Linked DNA regions of Zea mays: region 1 is linked to region 2. A link is a contact called in public Hi-C data. All regions are on one chromosome and are shown on one strand. Each heading gives the region's core, a stretch centred on a gene start, on an enhancer-like site or on the middle of the called end of the contact. The rest is flanking DNA. Distances are from core to core; before and after follow the strand shown. Region 1 has its middle 85 kb from the start of LOC100384270. Region 2 has its middle 31 kb from the start of LOC103654570.

Region 1 (5,607 bases), core at 25-2,524, 290 kb before region 2:
TTTTGTTGCGAGACTGCTAGCTCAAAAGTCAAACAGTTGCAGAAAAAGTAACGTTAGATGTTACACTCTGCTAGTGCCAATACATCATGGCTTACACTATTCTGTTAAACACAAATGGAGGTCACTCTGTGACGACAGGTCTTCATCGCAGGGGTGGGGAGGCACTAAAAATGAGAGGCAAGCGTAAAGGTAAGATCAGCCGCAATGGGTTGGCGGGGTTCCTGTCTCAGTGCAGACAAGAATATGTGTGGTGGATAGATTACAGTTGGTTTTGCAATAAGTATTCTGACGATCGACTAGATGTGCACTTTTTATCACTCAACTGTTTTCAGCAGAATCATTAAGCTCACGCACTTCCTTTCGTTTCCTTTTTTTTTGCAAAGGTAAGGGCACCCTGATGTATTCTTGATGTGATTTGGAGGTAGCGCTTGCAAAAGTGTTTATGATGTCTTAATATTCACATTTTTTTTGTTCGGCCTTCCAGAGTACTGTAACCTGTGGTTGCTTCTTTCAGAACATACATCAGAGTTCACCGAATGGTCCTGAACAGCTTGAATGAATAATGATTAACTAGCCTATTACACGTGCTTTGCTACCGTTGTTATATATCATATAAATAGATATTCAAATATTTATTTAAAAATAATTATTGTTTATTTCTAAACATTAAGATATATGTGTGATTTGGTGATTAGGCCTAAATTTCTGGAGCAGTGGTTAAGCTCTCAAGTAGATTGAGCATGTGAGGATTGGACTGTTTGTGAGGATTGGACTGTTATATATCCACCAAAGTTAGTAATCGATAGCGTGTTGGTTGATTGTTTTTTTGTTGCCTCGGCTAATTAAACTACGAAATGGCCCCGGTGGACAGTAGCAGCAGCTGCTCCTTTTTCCTGAAAAAAAAGAAAGAAATTAGGTTACCCGCAATATCAGCTGCCATTTTTTTTCTCATCAATCGCTGCTCTGCTAGTAGATCGCTGATAGAGATAGCTTGCAAAACATATACATATGCTGCAGCCACTCTTGGGATGTCATAGTGATTTTGGGGAGTGGTGGGATGTTGGGGTCACCTCACTTGAGCTTCTAGAAGGTGAGACCCAGCAACAACGGAGAGCGCCTTTTCCCAAATTAATACCATACCAAAGAAAAAAAAACTTCGCTGAGCCATTGGAAAACGATGCTTGAAAAGGATGGTTGAGGTCGCAGATGGAGATGGAAGGCAATTGGCGACTGAGGAGGGTGCACGCAGAAGCACAGGCCGCCAGGGGAGGGGATTCGGGTGCTGTCGCTGCTGCTGCTGTCTTTTGTGGGTGATGTGATGTCATGTAGCCTACCAACTACTACCAACTACCACCGCCCCCAAGTTTCTTCCCCTTGCCTTGGTTGAAAACCAAACCTTATTCGATTCCCGACCTCTCTCCGTCCATCCATTGCTTTTGGTATTCTGCGTACGTACCGGCAGGAAGATTCGGAATTCTTTTCTTCAATTCTTCTTCTTCGTGCTCATTTTGAGTGGTCGACAAGACAGATCGATGCAAATTCAGAGGGGACGGCCATAAACGGGTAACCGCGATTTTGTAAGAAATTTAGACATTTTTTGTTTTAATATTTAATTCAGAAAAAGAGTGTGATATATATATATATATAACTACTAAGCAGTAAATAAAAATAAAACATGCACAAATAAGAAAGAACAGAATGTAATCTGCGGAGGGACCGATGTTCAAGGCGTCAATGGCTCTATTCACACGAGACATCCCGTGTGTATGTTCGATGTAGCCATACAAAGTCAATGCAGGAAGATGTACGCCGTGCAGTCCCTTGAACGGTCGCCGGAAGAAGAACAACAACATGTGTAGCCCGAGGAAGGCGACGAGGAACAGGATGTAGACAAAGCAACACCGAGTCGAACGCATCACACGAGCAGTCACGAATACGCTCTCCAAAAATCTGATCGCCCGCACACTCGTGCAAGTGTATCTCTGCGGACGACGATTTCGGATGTTTGCTCTTCCACTCTCTCTGTGCTCGCAGAAGATGGGACGGGAATGTGATGTTTACAATGTGTGTGAGAGGTATCGCGCGTACATGGAAGAGTCTTCACTCTCCATTCTTATAGCAACATGTGTCAGAAGGAGGGAGAAGGGCAACAGATAGAAACGGTCGCACATTAGAACTAGAAACCAACGACAATAACTAATGTCCGTTATCACAGTAACTGACGTCCGTTACCAGCCAAAAGATAGGAAACAGACGGTCATCACACCAGGCAAAATGTACAACCATTTGAAAGGAATATTCGGACGACGGTCTATCATGGCCATGAGGCCCAGCCCGGACGATGGCGGCGCGCGCGCGTGCGACAGTCCTTCATCCTTTTCTCGACTTCCCAATAGATGCACCAACGGTCCATCTATTTAAGTTGATTGATTTGTTCCTTGAACTTCTAATACGGTGCTAATTTATTAGTACACCTTAGAAATTAAAGCGGGTCACTAGCATTGACTATTATTGAATATTAATTGGGCCAAGCTCACATTTATCCAACAATCCCCACCAAATGCTAAGTCACACGAAAATACTCTCATCATCTCAAACAATTGATATACTGATGTTTCGATAAAGACTGTTAAGTTGAACGTCCACCTAGAGCTTAGACTATAACCACAACTACACAATGGACTAGGCCTTGAACTGACAGTTTTTCGTAGAATGAGTTTCATCTAAACTCTTTGCCAGTACTAGATTGCCGAATGTATCCCCTGTGGTTGGAGCATATAAGTAAAACTCCATGGCCTTTCATGGTTATCTAGAGACCACCCAGATCTCAAACTGTGACTAGCAGTTAACCCATATAGGTATGTTCCTCCAAATATGTTCTGTAGGACAACATATTTACTTCCCAAAGCCATTTGGAACATATTAAGGTGTAAACACCAACCTACCTTACAGTAAGGAAAGATATGCATCTAAAATGAGCCTTATTAAGGGTCTTTTCTCTCAGTCTACCCCTAGCTTGTTTCACCATTCTAATTCACGGGATCTCCGATTACATAGAATAGTTTACCACTTTGATAAACTTTAGGTGGGTCTCAGGCCCATCTCACTTGATGCACTATCTATCACACTACGTGATAGCTCCTTAGTAAATTGATCTGCCAGATTTTTAGATGTATGGACATAATCCAACGCTATTACTCCAGAGTTTCTCAATTTCCTGACAGATTTCAAACGCCTCTTTATATGCCTTGTCGACTTCATATTATTCTTAGAATTGTTAATCTTAATTATCACAGTTCATGGAAATAGTTGGCGCAGGTTTTTCAACCACCTGTAAATCCATAAGGAGTTCACGAAGCCACTCAACCTCAACTGAAGCGATATCTAATGTTATGAGTTCTGCTTCCAAAGTCAACCTCATTAAGATGGTTTGCTTGCAAGACTTCCATGAAACAGCACCACCTCCAAGTGAAAACACATATCTACTTGTGGCATATATCTCATCAGCATCAGATATCCAGTTTGCATCACAATAACCCTCCAGTATTGTTGGGTACTCAATATAATGGATGTCTAAACTCATAGTGCCATTTAGATAGCGCAAAACTCTCTCAAGAGCACGCCAGTGATCATCTCCCAGATTTGAAACAAATCGGCTAAGTTTGCTCACAACAAACGATATGTCAGGACTCATAGAGCTAGCTAAATACATGAGTGAACCAATTATTTGGGAATATCTCAATTGATCCCTTGCTTTTCTTCGATTTTCTTTAATAGCTTACTAGGATCATAAGACATTGGACCAGGTTCACATTCGCTAAAACCAAAGCGGCTCAAAACCTTTTCCACATAATGGGATTGCACAAGTGTGATCCCACCATTGCCTTCTCTCAGTAGCTTAATGTTAAGAATAACATCAGCTTCTCCCAAATCTTTCATTTTAAAATTATTAGATAGAAAGTCTTTTGTCTCTTTAATCACATCAAAACTTATCCCCAAGATTATAATTTCATCAACATATAGACATAAAATTACGCCCTTGCCCCCACCATACCGATAGTATACACATTTGTCTACTTCGTTCACAACAAAGCCGATAGATGTCAAAGTTTTATCGAACTTTTCGTGCCATATAAAGATTTCAATAATTTACACACCATGCCTTCTTGACCATTTGCTACAAACCCAGCTGGCTGCTCCATGTAAATTTCCTCATCTAGTTCTCCATTTAGGAATGTTGTCTTAACATCCATTTGATGGACGAGAAGACCATGAGAGTCACCCAATGAAAGTAGCACATGAATTGTGGTCAATCGAGCCATAGGTGAGTAAATATCAAATAAATCCTTACCTTCCTTCTGTGAATAGCCTTTACTTACAAGCATCACCTTGTACCTTTCAATGTACCATCAGGCCTAAGCTTTTTCTTGAACACCCATTTACTCCCAATGGGCTTACACCCATAACGACTATCAACGACCTCCCAAGTTGCATTAGACATAATAGAATCCATCTCACTCCTTATTGCTTCCTTCCAAAAGTCAGCATCAGGAGAGGAATATGCCTCTTCAATGGTACTCCGTGTGTCATCCACAAGATATATAATGTAATCATCACCAAAGGACTTTTGTAGTCCTTGGTCTCTTACTCTTTCAAGTTGTTACATTGTCATCTTCCACAGGATTTTGTATATGGGATTCCTCAGTTTGTTCTACCGGAATAAAATTCTCATGGGGTGTCGTTGGTTTATTATTAAACGCATCATGTGTAATTTTCATAGGAAATTCGTCCTCAAAAAATGTAGCATCTCTGGACTCCATAATTGTACCCACCAACATGTCCGGTACTCTATAGTTTATGATTAAAAACCTATATCCAATGTTGTGGAAAGCATACACAAGGAAAACACAATTAACAGTTTTCGGTCCTAATTTGTGCTTCTTGTCAATTGACACATTCAGTTTAGCCAAACAACCCAGGTGCGCAAATAGGAGGTATTTAATTTCTTCTTTTCCCATTTATCGAATGGTGTGATTTCTTTGTTCTTTGTGGGAACTTTATTCATGACATGACTCGTAGTTAAGGTCGCCTCACCCCACCATTCCGTAGATAGTCTCGAAGTCTCTAACATGGCATTAACCAAATTAGTTAGCGTACGGTTCTTTCTTTCAGCAACCTCATTGAATTGTGGTGAGTATGGTGGTGTCCTCTTATGAATAATACCATGTTCCACAGAAAAATCACCCAAAAAATATTCTCCACCACGATCAGACCTTAACCATTTAAGTTTCCTCTCGAGTTGATTTTCATCTTCAGCTTTATAGGTCTTAAAATAATGCAAGGCTTCATCTTTTGATTTTAAAAGATATACATAACAGAATCTAGTAGAATCATCGATAAAAGTAATAAAATATTGCTTGCCTCCTTTAGTCAATATTACGTTCATCTCACATAAATCGGAACGTATTAAGTCTAGTGGTGCCAAATTCCTCACATCCGCAGCCTTATGAGGCTTGCGTGGTTGCTTAGATTACATGCACACCTGGCATATAGAACCTTTGACTAATAAATCAAATTTTGGGATTAAATTTAAATTTGCTAACCGTG
Region 2 (5,440 bases), core at 217-2,716:
CACATATGTTCATCGCTCAGCAAGTGTGAGGAAAAGTGTAGTGTAAGTCTTACCGAGGAGAATGGTTAAGACTGAGCATTGCTTTTAAATCGTTTGTCAAAATTTTATTAGCGATGACTAGGTGTAAGTGAATACCAACCCAATTAAATAATTGATCGTAATAAATAATAAATCCCACAATGCAATGCAAATGACATATTAAGTTTAATTTCATAAATTACTCATGTGCGGGTCCGAGCCGCTCATGACCGTGGGCACGACTGATATACCAGTTTTACACTCTGTAGAGGTTGTGCATCTTTACCGAGAAGTAGTGTTACCCTTTTGCCAAGGGACTGCGAGTTCCCATTCATGTCTACCGAGGAGATGAGGCATGGTCCCACTACGAGGCATTTTCAAAGTTCTACTAGCTTCATAAAACCCACTACGATTTCTGTGAGAAGGGGACGATATAGGAATCCCTCATTCGAAAAGCCATCGTAGCATGATTGACCCGAGAACCTCCCTATACTGGAAGCTCCTCACACTGCGGTTGCCCCTTTCAGGTAAGGTAGTCCTCAACTAGCTTTTTTAATTAGTCAGCTAAGGGCATCCCATACCACCCTTGTGGTAGCACTATTTTCTCTGGTGGTTCTCCATGTTCCAATTAACACAACGATCTTATCATGAACAATAATAGATAACCAACAATAATAAATCATAATGGAACATGGTCATGAATCATAAGTATCATTAAACCCAAAATCAGGTAGAGCAATAACAATACTACCCAATAGTTCATATGTTTGCAAGGTATAGGGTAAACAAACTAGGTAACCTATTAGGTCCCATCAGCTTAACCCAACTGTGCCACGATGATTAAAAGAACATTATTAGGTTAAAGAAAGTGATCAAGTACACAACAATACTTGTGATTCCCATCAGCTTATACTTGTGATTCCAGGTGTCTCCCAAAAGTTGGGCTTCAGGTTCCTCGTCACCTCGCTTCTATGCGCAGCAATACATATAGAAAGGCATAGAGTAGGTAAAAAATATTACACCAAAGATGAAAACAAACTAAATAAGAATATTTTACGCGTCGCTACGAAATCGTAGGTTTGAGAACCACTAAATTCAGAGTTAAAATGAATTAGTTATAGATTTTCTATGTTTCTTGATTTATTTTGTACTAGAAATTAATTTTCAGATTTATTTTATCTAATCCGAAGCATATAAGTATCGCGGCTACTATTTCTAGCGAGTTCAAGGTTGTTTTTGTAAGTAAAAGGACCTATCTATTGTAATCTTTATATTAAAGTGGACTGCGGGTTAAATCTCTTAAATCGTGAGGTCTCTTTATAAAGTTTGTCGTGGACCAGCACACGCACGCGGCTGCTGGCTATTGGATCGCCATACGACAGCCTGAGATAGGCCATGAATCGGTATGCACAGGTAGCCGTAGGATTAGAGATTCACGGTCGAGAGACTCGGCGCATCCCGACCGCTCATCACTTGATAAACCGCTCGGATTCAGTGTACCTAACTGGTACCTATGATCTAACCACGGTCGTGCATTAGCATATCAACGTCTGACGCCCCTCCACCCCAATCGTCGGCTGGATGCGGCAATGGTACTCTGCTCGCGGTAGAGGACTCTGACGAGTACATCGGACATGCACTCTAGGGCCCCAGAAGCTAATCCAAAAGTACCTACATGAAGTACATGACAATGCGAACGACAGTGATGTGTTATTACCAGTGTTCGTGCAGTAGTGAGCTCCATCCACAACGAGGGGCGGTCCCGCGGTGACAGTGACAGAGGAACTCCGATGAGCAATCACCGGCGTTCCAGTAGATCATTGAGACTAGAAGCTCCACGTTCATGATCCAGGGCCCTAGTGAATCTCTATCTTTCAAACTGGCGATCTCAACTAGCAAAACCTTGGCCTCATTCACTTTAGCATCAGTTGGGTCCTCTATCCAGCTGGGCACTCTCACATCTGGCTACCTTCGAGAACGAGGAGGGAGTTATTGTGGTTCCCCATGGTAAACCATTCGAATAACCACCCTTTGATGTTATCTTTCAGGGGAATATCCAAGTATTTAGCTTTCTTGCCTCGACGAAGCACCAGGCTAGCCCCTCCAACCACTTGATGTTGCCCACTTGTCATCCCCAGCTTACAATAGTAGAGATTTTTCCACAGTCCAAAATGTGGGCTAATCCCAAGAAACGCTTCGCAGAGGTGCATGAAAATAGCAATTTGAAGAACAGAATTAGGGCTTAGGTGGGTCAAATTAGAGAATAGTAATCGAGAAGACCGCAGAAGGAAGGGGAGACGGGTAAACCCAGGCCCCGAATCAAAAAATGAACAAAAACAATGGACTCATGGGTGTTTTCTATGGGCACGGTGATCCCTTGCCAAACGTTCCATGAACTCAACTCTTTTGGAGGAAGAACGCCCACCTGGACAAGGTGAAGCAAATCGGATTCAGAAACGATGGAGGTGTAGTTACCACAAAAGGGGAGTTGACTATTGGGATCAATAAGGGATGGCGGTTGTTGCACCCCTGCTTCTTCTTGGGTGCCATGGGACCTCTCGTGACCACAGAATCGAGAGCGGGGTCACTAAGGTAGGAGAATTTCAAAGGAAGAGATTACAGCGAAAGAAGCGCTAGGGTTTCTGCCAAAAACTGTCAGGCATAAGCACGTATATATAACTACCCCTACTTATCATAGCATCAGCACTAGGGAGACAATATTTTAGAATCGAAAAGAAAGGTGATGAATCGGACAAGTTGAATTGGACAAAGAACTCATTTTGGCGTACAAGTCGGTCGGGAGAAGTCAGTCATCAATACTAAAGCACAAGGATACAGGAAACTGAGAAAAATGAAGAACTCAACACCAGCGATCATACCTCAAACGCAGCATGAAAGAGAGAGAGAGCTCAGTACTCAAAAAGGTAGGAAACAACGACTTTATTATATAAGAGGGGTGTCATTACATGAGCAAAATTAGTTCATTATAAATTGATCCTTACAAAAGACTCCTGCCCCCACTGCTACCCCTACACTACACCTACTACTTCTACTTAAGTCAATGTCACCTCGCCACTGGCACCGTCGTCGCCGTTGTCGCCCTTGCCGCCGTCGCTGTCGTCCTTGCCGGCTGCACCACCTTCATCACAGTTGTCTTACCCGTCGTTGTCGTCCTCCGCGAAATCCTCGGGTTCCTCCGAGTCATCGAGGCCGACACGCTCGATACCGTAGAGATAGGATCTCTCCTCTGTCGATAGACCCATGGAGTCGTCCGCGCAAACGGGCGACGAGGGTTCGGGGGATGGCGGAGGAGTCCCCTCCTTGGAGAGCTCCGAATCAATGAAGTCCTCCGGTGGGGGAGTCGGAGGATGCTTCCTTTTCCCACCTTTGGCCTTCCTCCTGCCCTTACCATCTTTCTTTCCCGCCATCGGGGTCTTTGGAGGAAGAAGTGAGAAAAGAGAAACAAAGACGAGTAAAGGAGTTGGCAGCGCACGATGGCCTATTTAAAGAGGCAAAGGAGCGCCTCTTAGTCTTTCGGACGTATAATGAACAGTACCCATCCCTCAAATGTTGCATGGGCTTCCAAGAGATTGTATGCTTCTATCACCCTTTGGCGTAACATGGCACCAACGAGCAGTAAATTAACCGCTCAGACGCATTATTATGCCTCGTCAACTCAAGCAACTATTCTTTGGACAAGACGGTATGCACACCCATTGGGTGCACAGATTGGATTTCTAAAACACAATCTTTAAAATATCAAACGGCAATCATGCAAAATGACAAACTTGAAGATCGGCAGAAGTATCCTGGTCAAGCCTGAGTCAACTGGACCTCTATCGGTTGAATTCAGTCGGCGGCTTTAACCAAACACGTCCCGACTAGAGTTCAGTCAACCAGATTTTAGTCAGTTGACCTTCCATCGGCCTAGTCACCCTAAAGGTACCATCAGATCAGAAGCATGATTTACTTGTATCCAGAGAAGTCAAACAAATCCTGCGAAGATAAGATCCTAAGGACCTTCTAGTTGATTGATACTCAAATCAGCTCGAAGCTCGGGGGGGCTACACCCTGCGGTGCACCCAATGGACCCGAACATGGCAAAGTCGCACTCGAAGAAATGTAATCAAATAGCATGACTCATTCTTAGAGTCTCAAGCCAATTACTCTCAAAAATTGGCTTGAGCCTCATGGGCTTGTGGGAGATAGATATCCCATGGGTCCTCGTAGCATGAATATGTTCAATGGGCTGTCTAGTGGGCCCCCAATAAGTTGTCCAGCAAGCATACTATTGGGCCGCACCCAGGCAAAATAGGTTTCATCAAAGAGAATGACGCTCGGAGTTGGAAGCAATCCTGAAGGATTGGCGCAAGGCTGCTATCTGTACGCACCTGTCGCAGAAGGATGGGTGATGTTCTGAAAGCATGTTTTGCGCACAACCGAATGGCAAGATACTCAGAAGGAAGCGATCGGACTCCAGAAGATCAGGAGCGCTCGCAACGACAGAAGATAGACTCAGATGTGATTAGATAAGCTTTCACGATCTGTAAAGAGATACCTTCCCATCCGTCTATATAAGGTTGTGGAGGTACCCCTACAAAACTCTCTCGATATCCCTCTCTTTCGAATCACGCCCACCATTAGACCGATAGATCTTATCCATCGCCAACCATGAATCATCTGTAATCTGTGCACCCCAAGCAAACTCAATACTCATCACCAAACATGACGTAGGGTGTTAAGCATTCAGGTGGCCCAAACCTGTATAATCCCCTTGTGTTCCGACGTGCTTCTTCCATCGAGTTACGATCAACGACGTCGTCCTCCCAAAAGCACTACATGGGTTACCCTGTAGTGCGCAATCGGAACATAAACACCGATAGGTACCAACATGCTAGAACTATCATAACCAAGTGAAAAAGAGGGTCTAAGAGGTTGTGATGCTCAGTTAGATTCATTGCTTATAATTTTCGTCATCTTTATGTTCGTCAATCGATGAGTATCAAGAGAATATAGGATGCGTACTTTACGGCTCGAACCACTCTATAGTGTAAAATGATAGGACACTAAATAAATTTTAGTTCAAAATAAATATAAATATGATCTAATCCTTAAATCTTATGGCCTTGTTCGGTTATTCCAATTCTATGTAGATTGAAGTAGATTGGAATGAATTGAGATGAATTTTGACTTGCTATAGATTTAAATCCTATATTATAAAATTTAAAGTCCATTGTCACCCATACTTGCATATCACGCCGAACTTATAGTCAGCCATACTTGCATGTCACGCCGAACCTATAGTCATAGCCACTAAAAACGCGCTTAGATTTAATGCACTGTCCTCAGAATCTCTGTGCTCACATTGTCGCGCCAATGTACGAAAACGCGTACGTTAATTGAGATGTACAGAAATCGACAA

What was found. Hi-C and Micro-C count contacts between places; a contact is called where the count stands out from the background.
Region 1: a Hi-C map of leaf shows a contact between it and region 2, with 4 times the contacts expected there. The contact joins two enhancer-like sites. A contact is called at or near these places in 6 of 25 Hi-C or Micro-C datasets (bundle sheath, ear, leaf and 1 more).

The regions. Positions count from the first base shown.
Region 1 is chr4:213,273,263-213,278,869 of Zm-B73-REFERENCE-NAM-5.0, reverse strand. No RefSeq gene overlaps it. Among protein-coding and RNA genes, the nearest start is that of LOC100384270, 85 kb to the right of the region's middle. Within about 2 kb of position 1,274, at least 11 of the 20 cell types and tissues checked have an H3K27ac peak or open chromatin away from gene starts, as enhancers often do. A contact at or near this core is called in bundle sheath and leaf, where this site is marked.
Region 2 is chr4:212,983,622-212,989,061 of Zm-B73-REFERENCE-NAM-5.0, reverse strand. No RefSeq gene overlaps it. Among protein-coding and RNA genes, the nearest start is that of LOC103654570, 31 kb to the right of the region's middle. Within about 2 kb of position 1,466, at least 17 of the 20 cell types and tissues checked have an H3K27ac peak or open chromatin away from gene starts, as enhancers often do. A contact at or near this core is called in bundle sheath and leaf, where this site is marked.